Regions from separate parts of the Mus musculus genome. Here all the other regions are linked to region 1. A link is a contact called in public Hi-C data. All regions are on one chromosome and are shown on one strand. The core of a region is the stretch at or near the end of the contact, and the rest is flanking DNA. Distances in the headings are between cores, read along the strand shown. Region 1 holds the start of Slit2 (slit guidance ligand 2). Region 2 overlaps Slit2 (slit guidance ligand 2). Region 3 overlaps Slit2 (slit guidance ligand 2).

Evidence for each region. A called contact is a pair of places that touch in the nucleus more often than the background predicts.
Region 2: a contact with region 1 is called in a Hi-C map of the N1E-115 cell line, with 6 times the contacts expected there. The contact joins the enhancer-like site here to the promoter of Slit2 in region 1. A contact is called at or near these places in 2 of 39 promoter capture datasets (the 3T3-L1 cell line and cranial neural crest), 14 of 484 Hi-C or Micro-C datasets (the C2C12 cell line, the N1E-115 cell line, adipose-derived mesenchymal stem cells and 9 more), 6 of 115 datasets of contacts at active chromatin or transcription factors (embryonic forebrain, embryonic midbrain, embryonic stem cells and 2 more) and 2 of 9 other capture datasets (adipose tissue and pancreatic islet).
Region 3: a contact with region 1 is called in a Hi-C map of ventral hippocampal neurons, with 2.5 times the contacts expected there. The contact joins the enhancer-like site here to the promoter of Slit2 in region 1. A contact is called at or near these places in 7 of 39 promoter capture datasets (the 3T3-L1 cell line, 3T3-L1-derived adipocytes, cancer-associated fibroblasts and 3 more), 29 of 484 Hi-C or Micro-C datasets (the 3T3-L1 cell line, 3T3-L1-derived adipocytes, the C2C12 cell line and 14 more), 6 of 115 datasets of contacts at active chromatin or transcription factors (the NIH/3T3 cell line, PVALB interneurons, craniofacial prominence and 3 more) and 1 of 9 other capture datasets (liver).

Annotation. Positions count from the first base shown.
Region 1 is chr5:47,981,431-47,985,264 of GRCm38.p6, reverse strand. It overlaps Slit2 (slit guidance ligand 2), which reads right to left and starts at 2,110. Exons shown (of 36, transcript NM_178804.5): 1 at 47-2,110. The coding sequence starts at 225.
Region 2 is chr5:48,233,003-48,236,836 of GRCm38.p6, reverse strand. It overlaps Slit2 (slit guidance ligand 2), which reads right to left. Exons shown (of 36, transcript NM_178804.5): 18 at 1,356-1,499. Among named protein-coding and RNA genes, the nearest start is that of Mir218-1, 11 kb to the right of the region's middle. Within about 2 kb of position 2,211, at least 4 of the 459 cell types and tissues checked have an H3K27ac peak or open chromatin away from gene starts, as enhancers often do. A contact at or near this core is called in the N1E-115 cell line, where this site is marked.
Region 3 is chr5:48,128,206-48,132,039 of GRCm38.p6, reverse strand. All of the region lies in intron 4 of Slit2 (slit guidance ligand 2), which reads right to left. Among named protein-coding and RNA genes, the nearest start is that of Mir218-1, 94 kb to the left of the region's middle. Within about 2 kb of position 1,844, at least 3 of the 459 cell types and tissues checked have an H3K27ac peak or open chromatin away from gene starts, as enhancers often do. A contact at or near this core is called in ventral hippocampal neurons, where this site is marked.

The sequences.
Region 1 (3,834 bases), core at 861-3,360:
AATAGGGAGTGAGGAGAATCAGGGAGGGCAAAGTACCCATACTCACAGTCTCTCGGTGTTGCGGGGGATATTCCTGGGCACACTGCGCAGTGCCAGCCCATGACAGTCCACCGTGCTGCCTGAACAGGAGCACTGGGCCGGGCACGCCTGCGGCGCCACCTTGTTCAAGATCGACAACACTAACCCCAGCGATAGGGACAGTGTCTGCCAGCCAATGCCACTCATCTTCCCTAATAGACTCCTTGCTTTGAAGGACTTCTCTTGAGCTTTCGGTTGTGTAAAAACCGGGCAGTGTCCGAGGCCCAGTGCCTGGCGCTGGGCTTGCAGCCCACAGCACCCGGGGAGATGCTCACACAGTAATCTGGAACAGTGATATGGGGCAGGAGAGCTGACAGAAGCACAGGTCTTTCCTCTGCTCTTCAAGCCTTTCTAGCAGAGCAGAAGATCCGTGGGCAACTTCAAGTTCTGAATATCAATAGGCCCGACTCAGGCTGGGAGTAGACCCCGGAGCAGCTGTGAGGACAGTGCGCGACTTCAACTTGGCGGTAAAAGAGCTCCTACTTGCAGTGTCCGCGAAGATGCAGAGGCTGGTTGCTTGAGGACAAGGGAGGACTTCTGATCCCACGAACCCTCTAGCAAATCCGATTCCAGTGGAAAGAGTACAAGGCTGAGGAGGGAACTTAAACAGTAATGGTGGCCCTGATCAAAGTGGATTCCCCCGAAGCTAGAAGGCGCAAGGGCCTGGCAGGTCCAAAGCAGAGCCCTCGGAGAGACTGGTCATGGCGCGCGTGGGGGCGCACCGGGTATTCAGACAGCCTTGGGGGTGCCGGGCGGTGATGCGGGGCTCAGGGCTCAGCTCCCGGGGCCTCTCCACTCCTGCGGCACAGCAGCAGCCTCAACCGTCTTCTCCACTTCCCGACAGCCAAGGATGGCTTGCACACACACATGCACTTCACTGGAGGATATCTTGGCAATCCCGCCTCCCTCCCGGCGTCCTTGGCGACGCTCTGCACCAGGGCCTGCCCCTGAGGTCACACAGAGAGACAAAAGGGCAGTCGGACTGCTGCAGCCTTGCAGGAATATCCACTAGTCCTCACTCCTGCAGTGGGGAAAAATCCAGTAAGCCAAGTTGAGTAGGAAAGGTCCTCTAGCTTGGGCAAGATTTGCAGATAGGCGAGCCCAGAAGAGCAAAGCAAAGACTAGGTGTCCGCGATGCCAGTGCTGCTACTGTGCCCTGATGGATGACTACTAGGTAGAAGGCAGAAAGATGGGGATCTGCTACCCTGGCAGACCCCAGGCGACAACCGAATGGCAGTAGAGTGTGCGCGCTCTTGTCAGCCACTCTGGTCTCCGGGATACGCCGCAGCTCCGCAGCACACACCTGACGGCACAGGTAGAAGAAACAACAGCCAACAGCGACGTCCTGCTGTATGCAGCCTCTCAGCCACCCCTCGGGCAGCCCCTACAAGTGGGTCCTCAGCCTCAAAGTGCAGGAAGTTTCCCCAGGCGTTGGATCCGGTCACCCACTGTCACGGGAGGAGTCCAGCCGCAGACGTTGAGATGCCGCTTAGCCCCGGACGTTGCACCTGACTCGGCGACCACAGACTAGGCAGCGCTTGGCTTCCAGCCCCTTCCCCTCTCAGGGAGGCTTTCGGCACTCGCGGTTCCCGGGAGGAAAGTGGAGAGAGAGGGAAGGCGGAGACTGAGCAGGGACTGGCGCTCCAGAGCCCCAGGCAAGTGTCTAAACAATAGGACGGACTCCGCAGCCTAAGTCTCGCCTGGCTGCTGGAAGGTGGGTTGTTGTTGTAACTGGAGTTGTCCGCTCTGGCTGCTGGGCGCTGAGCGCAGCCAAACAAAAAGACCCCAGTCCGCGCCTCTGGAGTCGCCTGTGGGCCCCCGGGACGTCCCCTTTTTCTCCTCAGTACTCCCGCAGCCTCAGGAAAGCTCGGCAGCTCCGGCCTGCGCCCTGAAGCCTGGGCGCTCCCATCCCTCGCCGCCGCCGCCGCCTCCTTCTCCTCCTTTTTTTAAACCACCGTCTGCGGCAGCCACAGCCGCCGCCTCCTCCAGCCTCCGCCGTCCAGGCGCTCCGTAAATAAATAAGCCCAAGTCCGAAGTTAAAGCGGCCGCCGGTCTTTATATAGCAGCCGGAGCCCCCGCCCTTGGCTCCGCCCCCGCAAGCCTCGCCCCGCCCCCTGGCCGCGCGCGGAAAGCCTGCACCTCGCCCGGGAGAGGTGAGGCCCAGGCTGGCAGCTCCGGCTGCAGACAGCGGCGCGCGTTCCCGTACGCCCCTGCTCGCGCCCAGACTCCTAGGATCCAGCAAACTTGGCCACCAGAAAGAAGAGCTCGGGTCTCCTCCACACAACTCCTTGGCCTCAGAGCTGACCAGAGCCCAGAAACCGAGGTTCCCAGCGGGAGAACGAGGAGAGGGGCAGCTTTGAGGACAGCTCATAAATAAATGGAGAAGGCAGAGCCTCTGTTGTAGCTTTTTGAGTCGCGATCCTAAAGGGGACCGCTCTGGGCTTGCAACACTGAAAGAGAGAAAGAGAGAGACAGCGAGATTATGATTTTAAAATTAAAACAAAAACAAAACAAAACAAGAAAACTCTACTGAAATAGATCTGCCTCCGTGAGCGCGCATTTTATCCCCCCCCCCCCCCCCACACACACACATTTTGTTTGGGTGGCTTCAAAGTTTAGAGTTGTAGCAAGTTGGGAGTAGTGTTTTCAACCTTCTCTCTGGCCTTCCCATCCCTAAGCCACCGTCTTCGGTTAACCCTTTCTTTATAATCACTTACTTAAAAAACGCCATGGTGAGGGATTTGGTTGCGTGGGCACTATACAAACTCACACAACTCCAAGGGTTTGGATAGGTCCCTACGGTTTTACTCTCTTAGCTGGCAAAGGGAAGAGGAAGTAAATCCTAGCGATGCCCATTATACTAGAAGGCTTTCCTTAATTCAGTGCCTAACTGGACACCCCACCCCCATCCCCACCTCACCCCTACCCCCATCCCCATCCCCACCCCTGCACTGTTTTGAAAATGAATTTCCTCCTTCCTTCTTGTCTCTTCAGTGTGATGTCTGGCAGTAGTCAGCATCTCTCAGCAGACACCAACGCCGCTATAGGTTTGAAATAACAACTAAATGAGTCAGCTTCTTCCCTTGCTTTTAATTTCCTCATCTTCTTTGCCTGTAGTCACGTTCTACTTTGTGCCAGCCCCTACCATAAAGTCAGTTTTACAGTAAAGTATCATTCGTATAAAATATCTGACAAACCTTGACCGCGAAGTCGGCCCAGTTCTCTTTAGCATTTTTTGGCATTTAACAAGCTACCTGTAACTTAATAGGTTTCCTGATCAGTGTTTTATTTCATAAATATGAACCGTGAAATCCCTCCAACATCTTTATTTTTGCCTATTTAAAAAATTTTTTTTCAGGATATCTTTCTCAGGTCATTTTGCCTGCCACTGAGATCCAAAAGCCCTTCAGAAGATATTGTCAAAGACAGGCTGTCCCCTCATAAAGTAGATTGGAACTCTTGGTATTATTCATTTGAATGCCATTTATTTGTATGGCACCATTCTTAAAAAGACTTCAGAACATTTGACATTCATGCATTCATTTGTCCTTCTAGATTTTTGCTTAAAGGTCTGTTATATAACTAACTTCCTTGAAAAGAAAAGAGACACCATAGTCACGTCTCCTTATGACTTGAAACACAGAACACATGTCTGTTGCAAAACAAATCGTCACTGATGAAGGATTCCCCCAACTAGTGAATTTTCTTTATAATAATAAAGTATGTAATTTAGGCATGGTTTTTACATGCACTAAC
Region 2 (3,834 bases), core at 962-3,461, 250 kb before region 1:
GTTTAACCTGACGACAGCTATTCCCGTAATTTGTCATCTCAAGATTTCCATCTCTTGCTTGCTCCAGAGAATAGCTTTCCTATCCAAACTGACAGCTGAGTTGATTAAATGCCAGTTATAAAAATGAATTTATGTCTACAAATCTCAATACTTTTGGCATCTCATACTTAAGCACAAACCTATTGACAGTCGTATTATTTATAAACATGCCATCTTTAATATGCACAAATTAGTCTCTCCATGTAAAATGTCACACTTGATGTGGGACAGGGATTAAGTACTCTACTGATAAATGGATGCTTGATTCTCTTTCTTTGTTTCAGTGACTTGAGCAGTCTCAGACATGTTTATGGAACTGTCCTAACTATCCTTTATCCCCATTCTGTTGAATTAGGTTAGGACTTAGAAACTGCTGTGACAGGGAAACCATCAGTTAATAGAGCTGTGATAGCAAACAACTTGTTGAGACATAAAAAAGGCCTGGAATTCATTGTTCAAAGTTTATTTTTAAGCGTTTTTTTTTTTTGAGTTCTGTTTGTAGACATAGAACTATTCTCAAGTTTCAAGTTGTCTACATAAAATATTTCCTGAAATAGGCTCAACTCATTCTGTCCAAATTTTTCAAAGTCATAGTAATTGGCCTCTGGTAAATAGCTTTTACTTTCAATCTGTTCATCTTTATATTCTCTTGTCACCAAGAATGATTCTTTTAGAGTATAGATGGTTGGTAATAAATCTATCAATTCTGTTTTTATAATACTTATGTTAAAATGTTTATTGTTTAGAATATGAGAGGACATCTGGGACATTTGCTTGTTCAAGTTAGAATAATTTATAATTCTAAATTTAAGCTACATCATTAACTCCATTATTATAAAAACAACTAGCTGAAAAATACTATATCAAATTTTATGTAATAAACATCATAGTAATTTTAGAAAAATTAAAGCAAGGCTAAGATAAGGTTGTCCTTTTACAAATGCCTAAATACAAGGTTAAGTGTTATAGAATGTTTAGCAATTAATTAAAAATTAAGGGTAAGAAATATAATACACTATTGCAAGCCATAGATAAAAGCAGCAGTTTTCAACCTGTGGATCATATCCCCTTTTAGGGGTCCAAGGACCCTTTCACAGGGGTCACCTAGTACCATAATGTTTATGGTATTAACATAATATTTACATAAACATAAATATTTACATTATGATTCACTTCAGTAGTGAAATTACATTGTGAAGTAGCATCGAACATAATTTTATGCCTGGGAGTCACTACAACGTGAAGAGCAGTATAACTATGTCATGGCACTGGGAAGATGGAGAGCCACTGGATGAAGGCAATGCTTTTCTGCTTACAGAGTGGATAATGAATGGAGAGAATCAAATGCTCCTGGTGCCACTGTGGTAATTTGATTGTCATATAAAGAGAGCAGACGCACAGAGCCGAGTCCTATGAAACTGTCGTTCCCAACACAGCTTATTCGATTACTTCTCAGCATCCTGGGGGAAGGAAAAAGACATTGTTTGGAGATGAAATATCAGACATTCAATTTTGCCTCTCTGAGAATCAAAAATCATGCCTTTATCAAATATGTAGCATTTGTTACTATTTTGAACGTCTTTCCCCCTAGGGGTGGCTATATTCTGGAAGCCATCCTGGCTGAATAGAATGCATAGAATCACCAGTGCCTTTATTAAGCCGCAGAAGACATGTCACCATGTGGATTTGCAGTCCTATGATGAGGATAACATGTTTTCTTTTGATGATATAATTATGTTTGCCTGATCACATCATGTCCTAAGTCACCTACTCAGAGTCCTTGGAGCCCAGCGATTTGTGTATTCAGAAGAGTATGACATTTGAGATGGAAGAGAAGGAGGGAGGGAAGAATCAATAGGCAATGCAGACGGAGAACTGAGGGCATTTCAGGGACTTAGTGACTCACTGTCTGACAAGAACAGAGGGAGTCAAGCGTGACTGAGCATCCACCAAGCCTGCATCCGATTGTTTTATTTATGAAAAAATCTGTCCATAGTTTCAAGTTCAGAACTCCCCAAAGGAATAAATGCAATATACAACAAAGGTTAAATAGGTTGGCCTTGAATAAACTCTACTTTTGACATTGTCATTAACAGGATTAACAGTGTTGTCATTTCCTTGCTGCTGCTAAAGCACTGGCTTAGTTCCCAGTTCCTTCCTCTCTGAGCTGTTTATCGGGTGGTTTTCAAGAAGGAAGAAACCCTCATTTACAAATCTGTAGTTGCATTACCTATTATTCAGAACTCATGAAAAATTAATTTATTGATCTTTCCACACTCAGGGTAATCACTCCACCAGAAGAAGGAGGCAAATATAAAAAGAGAAACATTATGCTGGCTAGTTTTATGTCAACTTGACACAAGCTATAGTCGTTAGGAAAAAGAAGACCTCAGTTGAGAATATAACCCTAGAATATTGGTCTGTGCACAATCCTATTTTACATTCTTTTTGATTGGCCATTGGTATGGGAAGGCTGAAATCTGTGGGCATGTACCACCCATGGATTTGATTGGTAGACTGAACAATTCATGAAAAGCAAGCCAAGCAATCAGCACTCATTTAGGACCTCTGCATCCATTCCTGCTTCCAGACACCTGCCTTGAGTTCATGCAAACACATACACAGTTCCTTCGATAAGGAACCATGACCTCAAAGTATATGAGTAAGTAAATCCTTTCCCTTCCATTTTTTTTCTTGGTCATGGAATGATATCACAGCAAACAAACTCTAAGACAGATGATGAAAATGTTGTTGCTTTAAAACAATATGTTCAGTAATAAACAAAAAATAAAAATATTCTATTTCTTCTTAGCCATAGATAAGAAGAAAGATGGTGCCCTCCTATCCAGGCATCACTGGATAGTCAGAAACAAATGCACATGTCCTTATCAGCAATTTCCTTTGTCACGAATAACGGAGATAAGTGGGCTTTATCTTACTGGAGTTCTGAGACCCTTGAGGGAATTGAAAAAAACTTCTCTTTTGAAAAAAATTCCAGCACATGAATAGAGCCAGCTTTGCCTGATGTCTGATGTCTCAGGACATTTCATAACTTGTTGAACTATGCACATGTATTGCTAACTATCCTATTATTGCTGAGGAATTCAAATGTTCAGAATACCAAACCTCAGAGACTGTGTAGAAGGATAGATCTAGACACTTCTACTCTCGTAGATGGAAACCACAAGTTTGACTCTCAATTGCTCTATATTTCTTGGAACAACTGAACTGAGGAGAAAGAGTGCGGGTACAACATAAACAGGAGAAATGCATCCGTAGAGAGAAAATGGAGAAAGCTGATTTCAGAGAACTTTTAGGCAGTATTCTGTTTTTGTATCTACTCAAAATAAATACTTTGATATGCTGTCCAGGGTGATACTACAGACTGAATTATGACTCCCCTAATTCACACATTGAAGCTCTTATCACCTAATTTGACTGCCTTTGGAGAGAGCCTATATCATTTTCTAAACTTTTATATAAAGAGAAAGACACCCTGAAGACCGCATACATCTCACTTTCTCTGCTTATCTCTACATAAGAATGCAGACTGAAGGCCATGTGCATCTACAGCAGTAAACTAGGCAAGAACAAAGCCTGTAGCTTAGAAGATGGACTGAAAAAAAACTTGAATTTCATGGTGAATATCTATATCCAGAAACATGAGAGATGTGTGTGCAGTGTTCAGTCTGTGGTATCGTGCTGTGGCAGCACAGATGGGCTGATATGGATAAATTTCTAACCGGTTCCCCTTACCTTCTTCATAGTATTTCTATTACCAACGAAAAGACCCTC
Region 3 (3,834 bases), core at 595-3,094, 150 kb before region 1:
CTAAAATCTAGGTGTAGAATGTTGTCAGTCAGGTCTATGAACTGAAAGATAAGAGGAGCATGCCGCAAGTCAGATGGAGGAATGATCTGTAAGAAAGCTTAAAGTTAGCAAAAAGGATTCAAAAGGATGGAGAGCAGGTTAAACTCAGGTCGCCAAAGCCTGGCCAAGCCAGATACATTCAAATAGTGACTAGAATTAACAGCGCTAAAATGGAAAGGAAATCCATAAACACACTAATATTCTGCATATCTATCCACTCTGCTATTTTAATATTAGTCCAGCCTGACCTGCTGGACTGATAGCCTATTACACTCCCTCTTTGCCACTTGACCTTCTTAACACTGAGAACACGATATTTACGTTTTGGCATGTTTACATTAGAAGATATGGTTCTTGTGGGGCAAGAATCAAACCTGACCTGTCTACCTCTCACTGAGGTAGAACAATATTGAGTATGCAAAGAGAAGGTAGGGAACAGAGAACTACATAGGACAAATGTTAACCCTTATACATATTATTTGTAATCTGACAAAATAAATAGTAGGTATTCTTGGCCTGTCTTATGAACATGGACCACACACAAGAATGGATGGTTAGGACTCATTATTTCTACTTCAAGATATAAAAATGTCATCAATGTTGGCATTGCTCAACATTTTTTTTTCACTGCATACGGCTTTCATTGCTTGCTATAAACAGCCATCTTCCCTACCAAATTCTTCCCATATGGTCTCTGAATCTACTCTCCTATAATTGGGCTTTGTAAAGATAAGAAACCCAAAGCCGAGGAAAGCTTTTCGTAACCCCAACGATAGCATAAACCACAGTTATAGCTGAAATAGTGTCATGAAATTGAAAAAATAATGCAAGTTGCTATAATGTTTGGTTTGTTGAAATAATCATATATTGACAATCACTAAAACTAATATTTTATTTCTGAAATCAAGCAGAAGTATACTAATAATACCAGCACTTCCCATTATTTTTCCCTTCAATATTAAGCATGCATTGTTTATTCTACTCTTTGTTAAATATGCAAGACATCCTAATTCACAAATTTAACTCCTGACCTCATTTTGATCACTGTGCTAAAATGCAAGCAATGGAAATGCTTTGAAGATTTTTTTAAATAGTATATCATCTATATCTAATGCAGAAACAGTTCCAAGTTATATAATTTCAGCCATCTCATTGAGATGGCAAATCAAAATGTACTATGGAGAGAAATCCAGGTCCAAAGAAAACCAAGAGTGTGTGGGAAACACCTCTGAGATGTAACTAAATCCCTGTGAAAATGAGCCAGGGAAGTAACAGCCTAGTGCGATGGGTGGGGCTTATCCCAGACATCCATGAACATAACTGTGAACCGACTTTACACTGTAAAGTTTCCTGACAAACATCAACAAGAGACTAAACACAGATGTGCCTAAATGATCTTGTATGAACTCCAAGAAGTACTGTCAAGAGGGAAAAAAGGAAGGACTAATCTTGGGAAATATTTCTCAGGAATTATAAAATGCTTGGTATTAAACACTGGAGTTGGTTATGGTAGGCTTCAATATCGAATCACAAGACTTACCACTGCTCACAGGATTACCATTACTTGTGTTGTAAACAAATCCATCTACATTTTTCTGGTCTATTGGTGAGATGAGAAGGCAATATGGAAACTCCCAACACTGATTGTACATACTTTGTAAGAAATGATTGCAGCTTATTTTAAATGGCTTTATAATAAAGTCTGACACATGATTTTAAGGAAATTCAGCACAGAATCTACAACCATCTTCACCACTCCTTCCTTCTTATGTGTTGCTCCTTTTAATGCCAACAGGAAATCAACAACAGAGGAGAGACATATGGTGTGGGGAGGGGCAGCAAGCGCATCGTGAATCAGCTCTCTTCAGTGTAGGCGGAAAATAAAATGTTTATATTTTTAAATGTTACTACAAAATGTTTCGTTGGCAAAGGGAGGAATTCTAAGCATTGTGTAAGGATCCTATTAGTGTCATTTCTTAATATTCTTTGGATCAGCCAGTGTAGCTGGCTCCTTTCAAAAGGCAAATCCTGATGAGTATTTTCTAGTGATGTCATTCTTTAGACTCAGTGATATTTTTGATTAGCTTTTCCTTTTACTCTTTTGTTCCAGGTGCAAGTTAGAGGAAAGCAAGAACGGGTCATAAGAAAGCTGAGGATACCACTGCCAAAGAATAGGAAGTGTGAGGCTAACCCGAGGGTGTACTGCTCCCAAGTGTTTGTAATCTGGGAATCTACAGTGAGGAAAGATTGTAGTCTATTTACAGTGAGTGATCTCTACCCTGTGCCTGTGTCCACATGCAGTGAAGAGAGAGTGGGCAAGAGGAAGCGCTCGGCCGTCTGTGCTTATGATTTCCAGTTTCCAGATCTCAGTACGGAGCCCATCAGCTTGTGTGGGTATCTGACTATTGCTTGTGAAAATAAGTGGTGGTTATTACTCTTTTTCCCTATTTAGCTCTCTTGAATGACTTTGATTTTCAACCTTAAACGAAGCTTCTCTGTTCCATGTGTCTCTGTCCAGTGTACTCCTCTTTGATGGTCACTACAGTAAGGGAAAGAAAACAGTGCTGCGGCTGATTCCTTGGACCTCATAGACACATATATACATTTTTAACTATTCAGTTTGCGGTGTGGGAGAGAAGGCTCAGTGGTTAAGTGCTCATACTGCTCTTGTAGAGGATGCAAATTGGGTGCCCAGCATCCATGTAAAACAGACCACAAGCCCCTGTAACTTTAAGTCCAAGAGGACCTGACAGCCTCTTCTGGCCTCCATAGGCGCCTGCACTCATGTGCAGATACAAACATGTGCATCTGGGAGACACAATTTTTTTTAATAATAAAATAAAAAGCTTAGATATTTAATGCATCTATTGCCTTCTATTATGGTATTATTGTAAGAGCTACAATTTATGAGATGTAATATATAAAAACCCTGAACAGATTTACACATAAAAATTAGAAATTTTAGTTTATTACAGAAAATGCATAAACAGAAATGATAAATGTGATGAAGTAATACTAATAAAATGTAAAATAAAAAATAAAATTATAACCTACTTATAATATGTATCATTTGTGTTCAAAGCAATATTTTTTCTTTTGTTTTTTCTTTTTCGAAACAGGGATTCTCTGTATAGCTCTGGCTATCCTGGAACTCACTTTGTAGACCAGGCTGGCCTCAAACTCAGAAATCCACCTGCCTCTGCCTCCCGAGTGCTGGGATTAAATGTGTGCACCACCATGCCCGGCTTATTTAATTTTTTTCTTACCAACTTTAATGTACATTTGTAAATATTTTCTTTTTCTTACAGGCAATGTAAATATGCACAGATGATATGTACATACTTCTTCAATATATATTCCCTAACTGCTGAGCTTTTTTGTATGTGTGAAAGAAAAGAAGAAAAAAATTTTAAAACCATTTCATAATGATGAAACAGGATTTTCTTAAATTTGTGATTGTCTGTATCTTGAGATAAAATTATTATTTGCCCACCTCGTGCAAATTCATTTAAAGTTACCCAAAATAGAAAGACCTATTCACAAAGGGAGACTCTGAGAACTCAGTAATACAAAAGAGCCCAGAGCTCAGAAATAAAATAACTCAGAGCTTTCAGTACACAAGTAACCTTAACAACACTGTTTTCAAGAACAAAATTTCCTAACATTTACTATGGTCTGTTGAGTATGCTAAAGATTAGTCAGGTAGACTTCATCTAAACTTCAAAGACATTGTGTGGAATTAGTCTCTTACAAACTTCATCCAACAGAGAACAACCCTAAACTCAGTAGTTTAGG